2 separate regions of the Danio rerio genome follow, and region 2 is linked to region 1. A link is a contact called in public HiCAR-type data. All regions are on one chromosome and are shown on one strand. Each heading gives the region's core, a stretch centred on a gene start, on an enhancer-like site or on the middle of the called end of the contact. The rest is flanking DNA. Distances are from core to core; before and after follow the strand shown. Region 1 overlaps gstcd (glutathione S-transferase, C-terminal domain containing). Region 2 overlaps tbck (TBC1 domain containing kinase).

Region 1 (5,894 bases), core at 628-3,127:
ATAACTTTATAATAATAATAATAACAACTTTTAAATAACAACTTTCTCTCTCTCTCTCTCTCTCTCTCTCTCTCTCTCTCAAGTTGCTATATTGGAATGACATTTACAGTATTGTCAAAGCATTTTAGAAATGTATGAACCATATAATATATTAACATCATAAAATTAATAAAATATACAGCAAATAAGAAATAAATATAAAATAAAAATAAAAAATGAATAAAAATAGACAATATTGCTAACAATTATGTACTAGAATGAAAAGTGTAGATTTTTTAAAATAAAGCAAATTAGTTGATTAGCCATTTCTAATAGTGTAGAAATATTTTATATATTAAATATTCTGAGTCGTTTATTAAATGATTAATCATTTAATGTTTCTCTCGCGGCTGCAAAATGGTAATGCAAAAACGCATACAAATAACGGCAACTTTAGAAAGCGAAAGTAAAACCTTAATCCTGGACATTTTAGGAGATTCAGAAACTACGGTCGGATGCATTTTGGCGGAAAAGGCGTGTCTCTGTGGGTCTGCAGAGCACGTGAGAGTTTCTGTGTGAGTGACAGCTCACAAACACACAGAACCAGTAGGAAACGTACAGAGGGAGAGAAGATTTTTCACTGGTTTATCGATTGCTAATGTTTAGTTTTCTTGGACGGATACAAAAAAAAGTGTGAAAGGAATATAATAATAGTATCATTCATGCGTCATCCCTAGGGCCAGATGGAGTCTGCGGACGGTTTTTGCTATTTCTGCTGGAAATTTTGTTAAAAATGTGCGGATTTCTGCGGAATTATTTTGGGAGTATCATAACTTAAACCTTAATATATGAAATAAAAAATAATATCTTTTTTTACTTTTATTTAATGTTTAAAATGCAAATCCAATTAGACTCACTTGATTTGGTAAATAAAGCAAGTTTGTCATTTAATATCTCCAGTAAAAGACAGAAAATATTTCTTTACAATCTGCATTGTACATAAATCAGATGAACATTTTCACAATAGTCAATAATATTACTGAAATTTATATTAAAAAAAAAAAAAACTGAATAAATATAGATTAACACACATTTACTTAAGTAAATAAAACAGAAATAATGATGGGCTAAAAATCTGCGGAATTCTGCGCGCGCAGATTCCGGGTCGGGCGTAGTCATCACCAAATATACCTGGGCTGCCGGCCCAAGTAAAGTCTATTTGTGGGAAGCACTGGTGTGGTATGACAGGGTTTAAGAGGTCTTTCGCTCTGAGATGGCTGTCAAACTGACGCTGATTCAGGCTTCTGGATCGGATAAGATTAACAGTTTGCCATCCAGTGGACACATTTGGAACAGCAGTTTATTTTATTGAAAAATTGCAGCTCACAGAATAATCTCATGGGGCGCATTAAATTAGTTTGCCGTCTGTTTAACACTCCTGGTCTAAGCAAAGTCAGACCTTACTGTCCTAATGAAATGATTAAAAATGAAGGCATGATCATATTTTATTTTGGTCAAATAAGCATAATCTATAGAGGCCTTTGCCTTTCATATAAGCCACTTTCGATACCAAATGAGAACTAGAAGTCAAGTTGTTATTTGTTGTTTGTAAAACTTGGATAGGCGACAAAACTTTTGTTTTTTTGTTGTTATTTTTACTACTATTAAAATATTATAACTTTTAAGCTTTCAAATGAAATATAATTTGTCATGGTTGCTTTGTCCAGTCTATATTATTGTTTAAATAATGTAAACGCAGATGTCATGCAGGTGAGACATTGACAGTTAAAGGGTTTAGGTCCTGCCGCATCACCACAAGCGTGAACTAATCGCATACCCAAAGGGTGACAAACACGTTGACATGTTTTGACAGGTGCAGCCTCTTAAATTCTGGAGTTCTGTGTCAGACAGTCGCATATTTAAATGTTGATGATTGAGCTCTGTGCTTTCAGATAGTAGCTATAAGGCATAACAGAGCAAAAACAAGCTCGAGTTGCACCACTGATTCTTTTTTTTTCTCTTTTTTTTTGGCTGAATTTAGAGCCTTGAGCTGTTTTTGGGACAGGTGTGATGTCTCAAGACACCATTTTCAGTCACTTTTAAAATTTATGGTTTTAAAGCAAGTACATTTTTCTAAAGTAAAACATTTTCAGGAAGCTTTTGTCATTTGTCAGTCAGCCTGCAACAACAGCTTCAGATATGCAAACATTCGGATATGAAAAAATCGGATATTAGGAAGATGAATATAAACCAATATGGACTACAGTTTACTGCAGAGCTGTGTGGTTATTGATGGAATCTATGAAATATCCATAAATTTAACTTGTAGTGTTAGAACTGTCAAAAGAACTTGTACAACTTAAAAACTGCAACAAATAAAAAAGGCTCCTAATATAACGACTTAAACCTACATTACTACAAAAATATATAAAATATAGCAGTGAAATACAAGTTTCAGTATTGTTTTGTATTGAATTTTTGCTTGCCTTAAAGTTAATGTTAACTGTCCATCACTAATTTTAAAAGACAACAATTGATAATAGCACACATTTAATCTGTTTTAGTATGTTTTAATTTCCGTTTGTTAATTAACTAATATAGGTTTGTTATATCTGCTATTTATTATTCACTAAAAAACAGCAAGTAAATGACAAAACAAAAAAAGATTTCAGCTTTTTAATACTGGCCAAAAGTCTAATAAAGTTTCAAATGATAGTTCAGCCAAAACTCTACTCGCTATATATATTATTTACTCAACTTTTACTTGTTCCAAACTAGGCGGTGTAAGTTTCTGACAGTTTGATCACCTTGGAAAAAAATACCACGGTTTCACGGTATCACAGTATTGTCATTACTGCTCTAAAATAAGTTATTTTAAATGTCTGGGTAAAACAAACAAACAAACAAGCAAAAAAAAATCAAATAAACCCAATTTATTTTATTTTAAGAAACATTTATAATATTTTGTAGCAGTAAACATGTCAGGCTAAATAAATAAATCATTGATTTCTGCTTTCCTCTTCTTTAGTCTCAAAAACACTGATTCCTTTACAACACATACAAACACATAAAAAAAACCTTGCATACACCTTGAGATCGGTATAACACAACATTGCAGTATTAAAACCTTGAATTTTCCAAACTGTGTTAAACCTTAAATCCGGTTAATATCCCATGCCTATTCCAAACCTTTATGAAGAAGATATCTTAATGAAAGCTGAAAACCTGTAACCATTGACTTCCCTACTATTTTTCTTCCTACAATGGAAGTTGATGGCTACAGATTTTCAGCATTCTTCAAAACATCTTCTTTTGTATTAAACAGAAGAAAGTCTAAAAGGTTTGGAACAAGCCAAAGGAAAGTAAATAATGATTTTTATTTATTTATTTATTTTGTGCAGCTTTGGATGAACTATCACTTTAATAAAGTAATACAAGTTTGTCTTGTTCACTTATTAGACCTCAACACGTAAATAATAATAATAAAAATAAAAAAATTCAATACTGATCAAAAGGTTCAATGTTTAAAGGCTTGAATAAAAACAAAAGCTTATCCAACCCCTCAGTTACTTCATGAATCACTTTTTTTTTTTTTTTTTTTTTTTTTTTACATTTACCAACTATGCTAAACTATTGTATTCCTCAGGTTAGTCAGTGGACCAGACTTTGTGAGCTGGAAATTCCCTCTGCAGTAGAAAAACATTTACAAAACCCTGAAGATGAGACGAATCGACTTCCTCCTGCAATTATAAACTTGGAAAAGAGGTTAGGGGAGCCTGTCAAAGTTCACAACGATGACAAGATACGTCGGCAGAAGCTACAACAGCAGAAGAAGAGCGATTCTCAAGTAAAAGATGCCGAAAAGGAACCCCATCCAAATGTTGAGCTCAGCGCTGCTCTGGCCAGGCTTTCTACAGATGCAGTTTGTCCTCCATCCAGCAGAGAGCACTCGGACATCAGGAAAGTCAAGAGCACTGATCTGCCAGAGCTGGAGCATGTGTTTGCTGAGGGCCTGTATTTCACTCTGACCGATGTCGTCCTGCTGCCCTGCATCCATCAATACCTGGTAAAAACAAACAAATCGAAAGCAGTTTTCATCTCATTATGTATAAATCACTATTGCCCACTGAGAAATAGCCCGTTGCTCAGTTGTTTTAGCAGTAGAGGAGACCTTTTTTTAGGTTTCTTTTAGGTTCTGTCAAATATAGAAGCCTCTTATGCCTTTTTGACTTCTCTGACTTCAAGGTGATTCTGCTTTAAAGGGATAGTTCACCCTTCAAAAACTCACCCTGTTTCCAAGCCTTCATGACATTGCTGCACGATATTAAGAAAAAATCTGACATTGCAGTAATTGTTTTTTTCTTACATATAAGAATCCTGGAAATCTGTAACTATTGACTTCCATTGTACTTTCTTCAAAATATCTTATTTTGTGTCTGATCAGAATAAAGAAACAAAATATGACTGCACAATGTATTGTTTCAGCATCTGCTGTACATCATAATGTGTGCATAGTCGCATAACAGGACATTATTTTAGATAACTGAAATAAAATAAAGGAAAAACAATTAATGAAAAGTAAAACTAGATGAAATTAACAGCAGTCATTGAAAAACTGAAATGCAATAATAGTAAAGTATAAATATAACCTTTTTCAGAACACATCAGTATATACACACACACACAGTGTCAAAAAATCCAAGCAAAATTAACTCGGTCAGTTTTTAAAAAAAATATCAATAACATTATTTATGAAATGAAATGTTATTTATACATTTTCCCCCTGTGACTTTTTATGTATGTGTATGAATTTATATATACATACACACACACAATTTTATCAGATGATTTAAATTGCTCTGTTTCAAAAGAAAAGTTTGTTTATACACCTCGCATTACCTTTAAACTCTTGTATTAAATTAAATTTTATAAAGAAAATGTTTAAGTAAAATAATGGTTTGAACAGACACTGAACTTACAAACATTTAATGCAACTTGAAGTAAAAATGTGGACGAATTGGGACCAATCTTCATGTTAAAGATAATATACAGTTAAGCTTGTGTAGTCTCCATGTTTTGGCAGATTAAGAAGGATAGACACATTTTATATTTATTTAAAACAAATTATATATATATATATATATATATATATATATATATATATATATATATATATATATATATATTGTATATAATAATTATAATATTATATATATAGCTTGTTTGACTGATGTCATTATGAAAATTCAATGAATTCTGAAAAAAAATTTTTTTTGCAAAATATAATTTTATTTCATTTAGTTTTTCAATGACTGCTGTTTTTATCATGTTTTACCTTTTTCATTTATTGTGTTTTTCTTATTTTATTTCATGATTAAATGTTATTATTATTTAATTATTATTATCTAAAATTATGTCCTGTAATGTGACTGTAAGACATTACAATATTGATGCTGAAACAATATATCGTGAATACTTTGTGTTTCTTAATTCTGTTCAACACAAAATAAGATGTTTTGAAGAATGCTGAAAATCTGTAACCATTGACTCCTATAGTAGGAAATACTAAAGAAGTCAATGTTCACAGGTTTCCAGCATTCTTCAAAACATCTTCCTTTTGTTTTCACCAGAAAAGGTCATGAAGGATTGTAACAATTAAAGGCTGATTAAGTGATAGTAGCTATAGCGAACGATCCTTTTAAGTAAGGCCTGTGGTTTCAGTTTCAATTGAAATGGATCGGTGTTGTTTGGGATTGTGAATCAGATTCATTGCACTGCGATGTCCTCCTGCACTCGTTCACATGAAGAGCTTGACACAGCCTGACGCCGGTGTTTGTTAGACTATTACTCTCGAATCTGTGGCAGTTGATTCAATAAAGTCTGCCGGTGTGGATGCTAATAAAATAAATTGCCAA
Region 2 (5,772 bases), core at 1,122-3,621, 300 kb after region 1:
GACGGGATGGGTGCGAGGTTTATTATGCAATTAGTATAAATAGCATAATGAAAATAAAACTATTTTTGGCATTTAAAAAAATGCTACTTAAACGGTAATATAGCTGAAATTATTGCCATTAATTTGGTTATGGCACATTCCTTTGATTTGTGTTTATCAGAATAATTGGCTGTAATTATAATAATGAGAATATAATTAGAAGCAGCACAGACAATGGCTTGCAATATTAATTATAATTGAGGGTGGGGGGTGATTTAGCTTAATAATAATCAGCACCATCAAAAACATTTCTTAAAGAAATCACTTTTTAGATAAAAACTGGGGTCAGTTAGTATTTCTGTGAGGAGTTTGCATGATCTTCCCGTGTTGACGTGGGTTTTCTTCGAGTGCTCCGGTTTCCCCCACAGTCCAAAGACATGTGGTATAAGTGAATTGGATGGACTAAATTGACCGAAGTGTATGAGTGTGTGTGTGTGTGTGTGTATGTGAGTGTGTAAGGGTGTTTTCCAGTACTGGGTTACTGGACAGGTATCCGCTGCGTAAAACATATGCTGGAATAATTCTGCTGTTCGTTCTGCTGTGGCGATCCATAATAAATAAGGGACTAAGCCGAAGGAAAATGAATGACTTTCATTCATTTGAATGACTATTTATTATTTATTTATGCACATATTTATTTATGTACGTATTTATTTATTTATTTATGTACATATTTATTTATGTACATATTTATTTATGTACGTAATTATTTACCTATGTACATATTTACTTATTTATGTACATGTTTATTTATCTATGTAGTATGTACAGATTTGTTTTCTTATGTACATGTTTATTTCCTTATTTATGTACGCATTTATTTATTTATTTATGTACGTATGTATTTATTTATTTATAAACTTATTTATGTACATATTTATTTATTTATGAATTTATTTATTTATTATTTTTATATAGTTAAAATAAGATGTACATATTTATTTATTCAAGAAAGTAAATAAAAGTAAACAGACTGAAGGCTGTGGGCTGAAGGTACAAATACCAAATTGTAATACATTAAATATAAATGTATTCCATGAATAATTTCTTAATTTGTTTCCTAATATTTAAAAATAACTACATAACATTGCTTTAAATCATAATTATTTTCATTATTTAGCCTGACATGTTTACTGCCCTAAAATATTTAAAATGTTTCTTAAGATAAAATATATTGTGTTCAATGGGGGAAAAGTGTTTTTTTTTTATCCAGACATTTAAAAATATATATATTTTAGAGCAGTAATCACGATACTCTAAAATTGTGATATTTTTGTTTAAGGTTATCATACCGTCAGAATACTTTACCGGCCCATGCCAAGTGCAGAATCTGTGATTTGTTATAACCTGTGTGTACTTAAAATTGAATCACTTTTATATTTTATTATATTTTGTTTTCCTATTATTTGTTTTACATTGATAATTTCAGTCATGGTTATATAATCAATTATAAATCTTAGTTAAAATTAGATTCATATTTTTAATTCCTTTATGTTTATCATTTATTATATTAATCATGTACTAACTTGATTTCTTTATCTTATATATTTCTTATTACTTACTTTGCTTTTAGTGCTTTTTCCATTGTTTAGTCTCATTTTAATGGTGTTTCATGAAATGTTCCTCTCCAATGATATGAGGGTATGCCTCTAATTCAGAGTCTTGTGGTCTGATGCATAATAACATTTGTTATGTTTGTGCTGTTCAGACAAAGTATGAGCGTGCACTGAAACATATGCAACTACGATTATTCAATAAACCCTGCTCTTTAATTATCATCACTTTGTCTCCTGCTTCTGCTCTTATCTGGCTTCCTTCCACCGTCAACACCTATATTGATAGTAGACTGTTATTCAGTTGAATACTGGTTAACAGGTTTGGGTATTGGAAACTCACTAAAGCTGACTTGCTGTCCAAATACCTGGAGAAACTGACATTTCTTTGTGATCTAATACTAGTGCATTGTCCTATATCTGTCGAGTGACAGTATTTACACACACAAAAATCAGATTCATCTACAAAACAAAACAAAACGTTACACTAAATTACTAAAGAGTCATTTAGTAGTAATTTTAGATGCTTAATTTGGGCATCTGTGATCTAAAAATTTTTGGTGATTTCTTGACTTTAATACAAAATAATCCTAAAGAAATCTCGACTGCTGAAAATAAATATTAATTTACATGATTAGTATGCTTAATTAGTATGAGTAAAATGTAATTAATTTGTGTTGTGTATACTGGTTCATCTGCAATTCTTTATTCCCCTGTTTAATCAGTAAAGCACTGTGAGTCTTTGATGCCATCTAGTGGCAGGAAGAGAAAAAAGCTAGCAAAAAAAACACGACCACTCCATCACCTTGCCAGTAAACCAGATCGGGATGAGACACAACCCAAGCCTTCAGCACCCGCCGAAACTTGACATGGCCCTGCGGCGACGACAGCAGCTCATCATATTGGTGACAGCGAGGAATATCCACTTCAATCTGTGTGAAAACACCATAACATAGGCTGAATTAACCATTAAAAACTCAACCAGCAGCCCTGAGTGAACTCGGATCAGAAGGAGCGACACGTTTGCTTCAGAGCTTTTTGAAATATTCGGCAGAGGACAGTCAAATCTTAACAAGCCCAAGACAAACAAACTGAATTATTCAACAGGCTCATGAAAGATTCAGAGTTTCACATCAACTCAATCAGAGGACTATTAAATAAGCACCTAGAAGAGATTCACAGTTCACTTCTCACCTGTCTGTCAGTGGGGATGGGCGTGTCCTTATCGATGGAGTCGTATTTTGATTGGATGTCGCCCTGTGGGTGCATATTAAAGTTGAAATTAAGTTGTATCAAGTGGCTTTAACTACTTATTGTGTTCATGTTTGAATACACAACATTTATGGTGCTACTAAGGAGGGATACAGGTAAGGTTAGAGATTGGTTTGGTGGTATGGGTGGGTTAAGCGTGGGTTAAGGTATAAGGAAAGGCGGCAAAATATATAATTTCGGCATCCATATTGCAATGTGTGCATATGCAATAGCCACATCTCAAAGATTTGCCATTTTGAGCTGACTTTGCAGTGCAATTTTTACACTTACCTGTACCAAATCATAATGAACGCATAGTTTATTTCACTTTTATATTTGCATTAGTGCATTTATCTAAGCTTGTAGTTTGGTTATGACATTGGTCATGCTTTATTTTGATCTTTTATTTTGACTTTATTTTGGTCAGTTTGTTGAATTTAAGTAACATTGCATCTACAAGCCAACTAATTCTCATTAGATTACAAGTAGACTGTTAAGGTTGGGTTAGTGTAAGTTGACATGTACTTACAAAGTTATTTACGTCTGTTTAACAGCAGTATCAACAGACAGTCTACTAATACTCATATGGACCATCAAATTAAAGTGTTACCATTACATGTTATGCATGATTCACTCCCCTACAGCAGGGGTTCCCAAACTTTTCAGCCCACGACCCCCAAAATAACAATGCTAGTGACTCGCGACCCCCAATATCCTCTGAGGTGGTTATAAATACAGAAACTTTGCGTGCAATTGTGTGCACCAATAGACCAAAGTCTATTCTTTGTTTAATTCTTTAATGTATGTCAGTGCTGTAAATGTGTCGCCAGAAGTGAAAATTCATTCCTATCCTTTTTGGCTAAGTCCCTTTATTAATCAGAGGTCGCCACAGCGGAATGAACCGCCAACTTATGCAGCATATGTTTTATGCAGTGGATGCCCTTCCAGCCGCAACCCATCTCTGTGAAACATCCATACACTCTCACACACACTCATACACTACGGATAATTTAGCCTACCCAATTCACCTGTACCGCATGTCTTCGGAGTAAGGGGAAACCGGAGCAACCGGAGGAAACCCACATGCACGCAGGGAGAACATGCAAAGTCCACACAGAAATGCCAACTGACCCTGCCGAGGCTCAAACCAGCGACCTTCTTGCTGTGAGGCGACAGCACTACCTACTGCGCCTCTGCGTCGCCAAAGTGAAAATGTAACTATCAAATTATAGTTAAAATTTTAGCCTATATTCACTGTACAAATACAAAAAAAAACACAAATTGTAATGGTACTGGTAATAAACTGTTAAACTGCCATAATTTGCTTTGCAAAGCCATTAAATATTACTTACTTTCAGAAAAGAACAAGAAAAAACATGAAATTATAAAGAGCTACACAAGCTACGTAGACAGTTAATAAATAAACACAAATTAAAATAGTATTCGTTACAAACAATATTCAAATAGGTTTAAGTTGTGTTTAAAAAAAAGTAATGTTTACTTCATTTGGGGTAAAAAATTAAAAGTTGTGCATTTTAAAATGGAAATAGAGCTAGCATAAACCTAAAAGGCAAAGAAAAGGTGTTTGCTTAAAAGCAAAATGCACATTGACTTCGTGTCAGCATTTGATTGATTGCACACAACATGCAAACACAGGAATCAATAGTCTATTAATGAGCTGAAAATGCCAGGGCTGCTTTTTAGACAGAAAAATGGATCAGCATCATCATCTGATGCAAACGAAAATCAGCTGCCTATTAAAAAGCGGTCATAAAACATCTGGGAAAATTGCACTATATTCCATGGTGTAAACGCAGTGATTGTGTGCGTACCTCAACTCCGAGTAAAGCCGCCCAGGCCAGACCCCTCAGAAGAGGAGGAATGTCAACCCTCGCCTCCTTCCAGATCTGGTTCTTCTTGTAAGGGTATGCCTTTAAAAAAAGCATGCAAACTTTTGTGGCGCTATTACAAGATACCAATATTACACATTATATACACTCACTGGCCACTTTATTAGGTACACCTGTACAACTACTCGTTAACACAAATTTAAAATCAGCCAATCACATGGCAGCAACTCGACGCATTTAGGCATGTAGACATGGTCAAGACGATCTGCTGAAGCCCAAACGTTGTTGTTGCCAGACGGGCTGGTCTGAGTATTTCAGAAACTGCTGATCTACTAGGATTTTCACGAACAACCATCTCTGGGGGGTAACACAGAATGGTCTGAAAAAGAGAAAATATCCAGTGAGCGGCAGTGCTGTGGGCCCTAATGCCTTTTTGATGTCAGAAATCAGAGAAGAATGGCCAGAATGGTTCAAGCAGAGAGAAAGGCAACAGTAACTCAAATAACCACTCTTTACAACAGAGGTAATACAGACGAGCATGTCCAACCTTGAGGCGGATGGGTTACAGCAGCAGAAAACCATACTGGGTGCAACTCCTGTCAGCTAAGAACTGAAGCAACAATTCACACAGGCTCACCAAAATTGGACAATAGAAAATTGGATGAACGTTGCCTGGTTTGATGAGTCTCGATATCTGTTGTGACATTCGGGTGGTCGAGTCAGAATTTGGCTTCAACAACATGAAAGCATGGATCCTTCCTGCCTTGTATCAACGATTCAGGCTAGTGGTGGTGGTGTAATGGTGTGTGGAATTTTTTTTGGCACACTTTGGGCCCATTAGTACCAATTGAGCATTGTGTCAACGCCACAGCCTACCTGAGTATTGTTGCTGACCATTTCCATCCCTTTATGACCACACTTTACCCATCTTCTGATCACTACTTCCAGCAGGATAATACGCTATGTCATCTTAATGTACACAGAAATATTTCCAGTACCTTGTTGAATCTATGCCACGAAGAATTAAGGCAGTTCTGAAGGCAAAAGAGGGTCCAGCCCGGTACTAGTAAGGTGTACCT

What was found. HiCAR-type assays count read pairs that join an accessible place to other places.
Region 2: a contact with region 1 is called in a HiCAR-type map of caudal fin, with 12 times the contacts expected there. The contact joins two enhancer-like sites. A contact is called at or near these places in 4 of 18 Hi-C or Micro-C datasets (caudal fin, embryo, skeletal muscle and 1 more) and 1 of 4 datasets of contacts at active chromatin or transcription factors (caudal fin).

Annotation. Positions count from the first base shown.
Region 1 is chr1:53,271,389-53,277,282 of GRCz12tu, forward strand. It overlaps gstcd (glutathione S-transferase, C-terminal domain containing), which reads left to right. Exons shown (of 12, transcript NM_001024462.1): 3 at 3,626-4,045. Among named protein-coding and RNA genes, the nearest start is that of gstcd, 8.0 kb to the left of the region's middle. Within about 2 kb of position 1,878, at least 2 of the 62 cell types and tissues checked have an H3K27ac peak or open chromatin away from gene starts, as enhancers often do. A contact at or near this core is called in caudal fin, where this site is marked.
Region 2 is chr1:53,575,635-53,581,406 of GRCz12tu, forward strand. It overlaps tbck (TBC1 domain containing kinase), which reads right to left. Exons shown (of 25, transcript NM_001080637.2): 14 at 4,676-4,774; 15 at 2,787-2,849; 16 at 2,398-2,524. Among named protein-coding and RNA genes, the nearest start is that of tbck, 30 kb to the right of the region's middle. Within about 2 kb of position 2,372, at least 1 of the 62 cell types and tissues checked has an H3K27ac peak or open chromatin away from gene starts, as enhancers often do. A contact at or near this core is called in caudal fin, where this site is marked.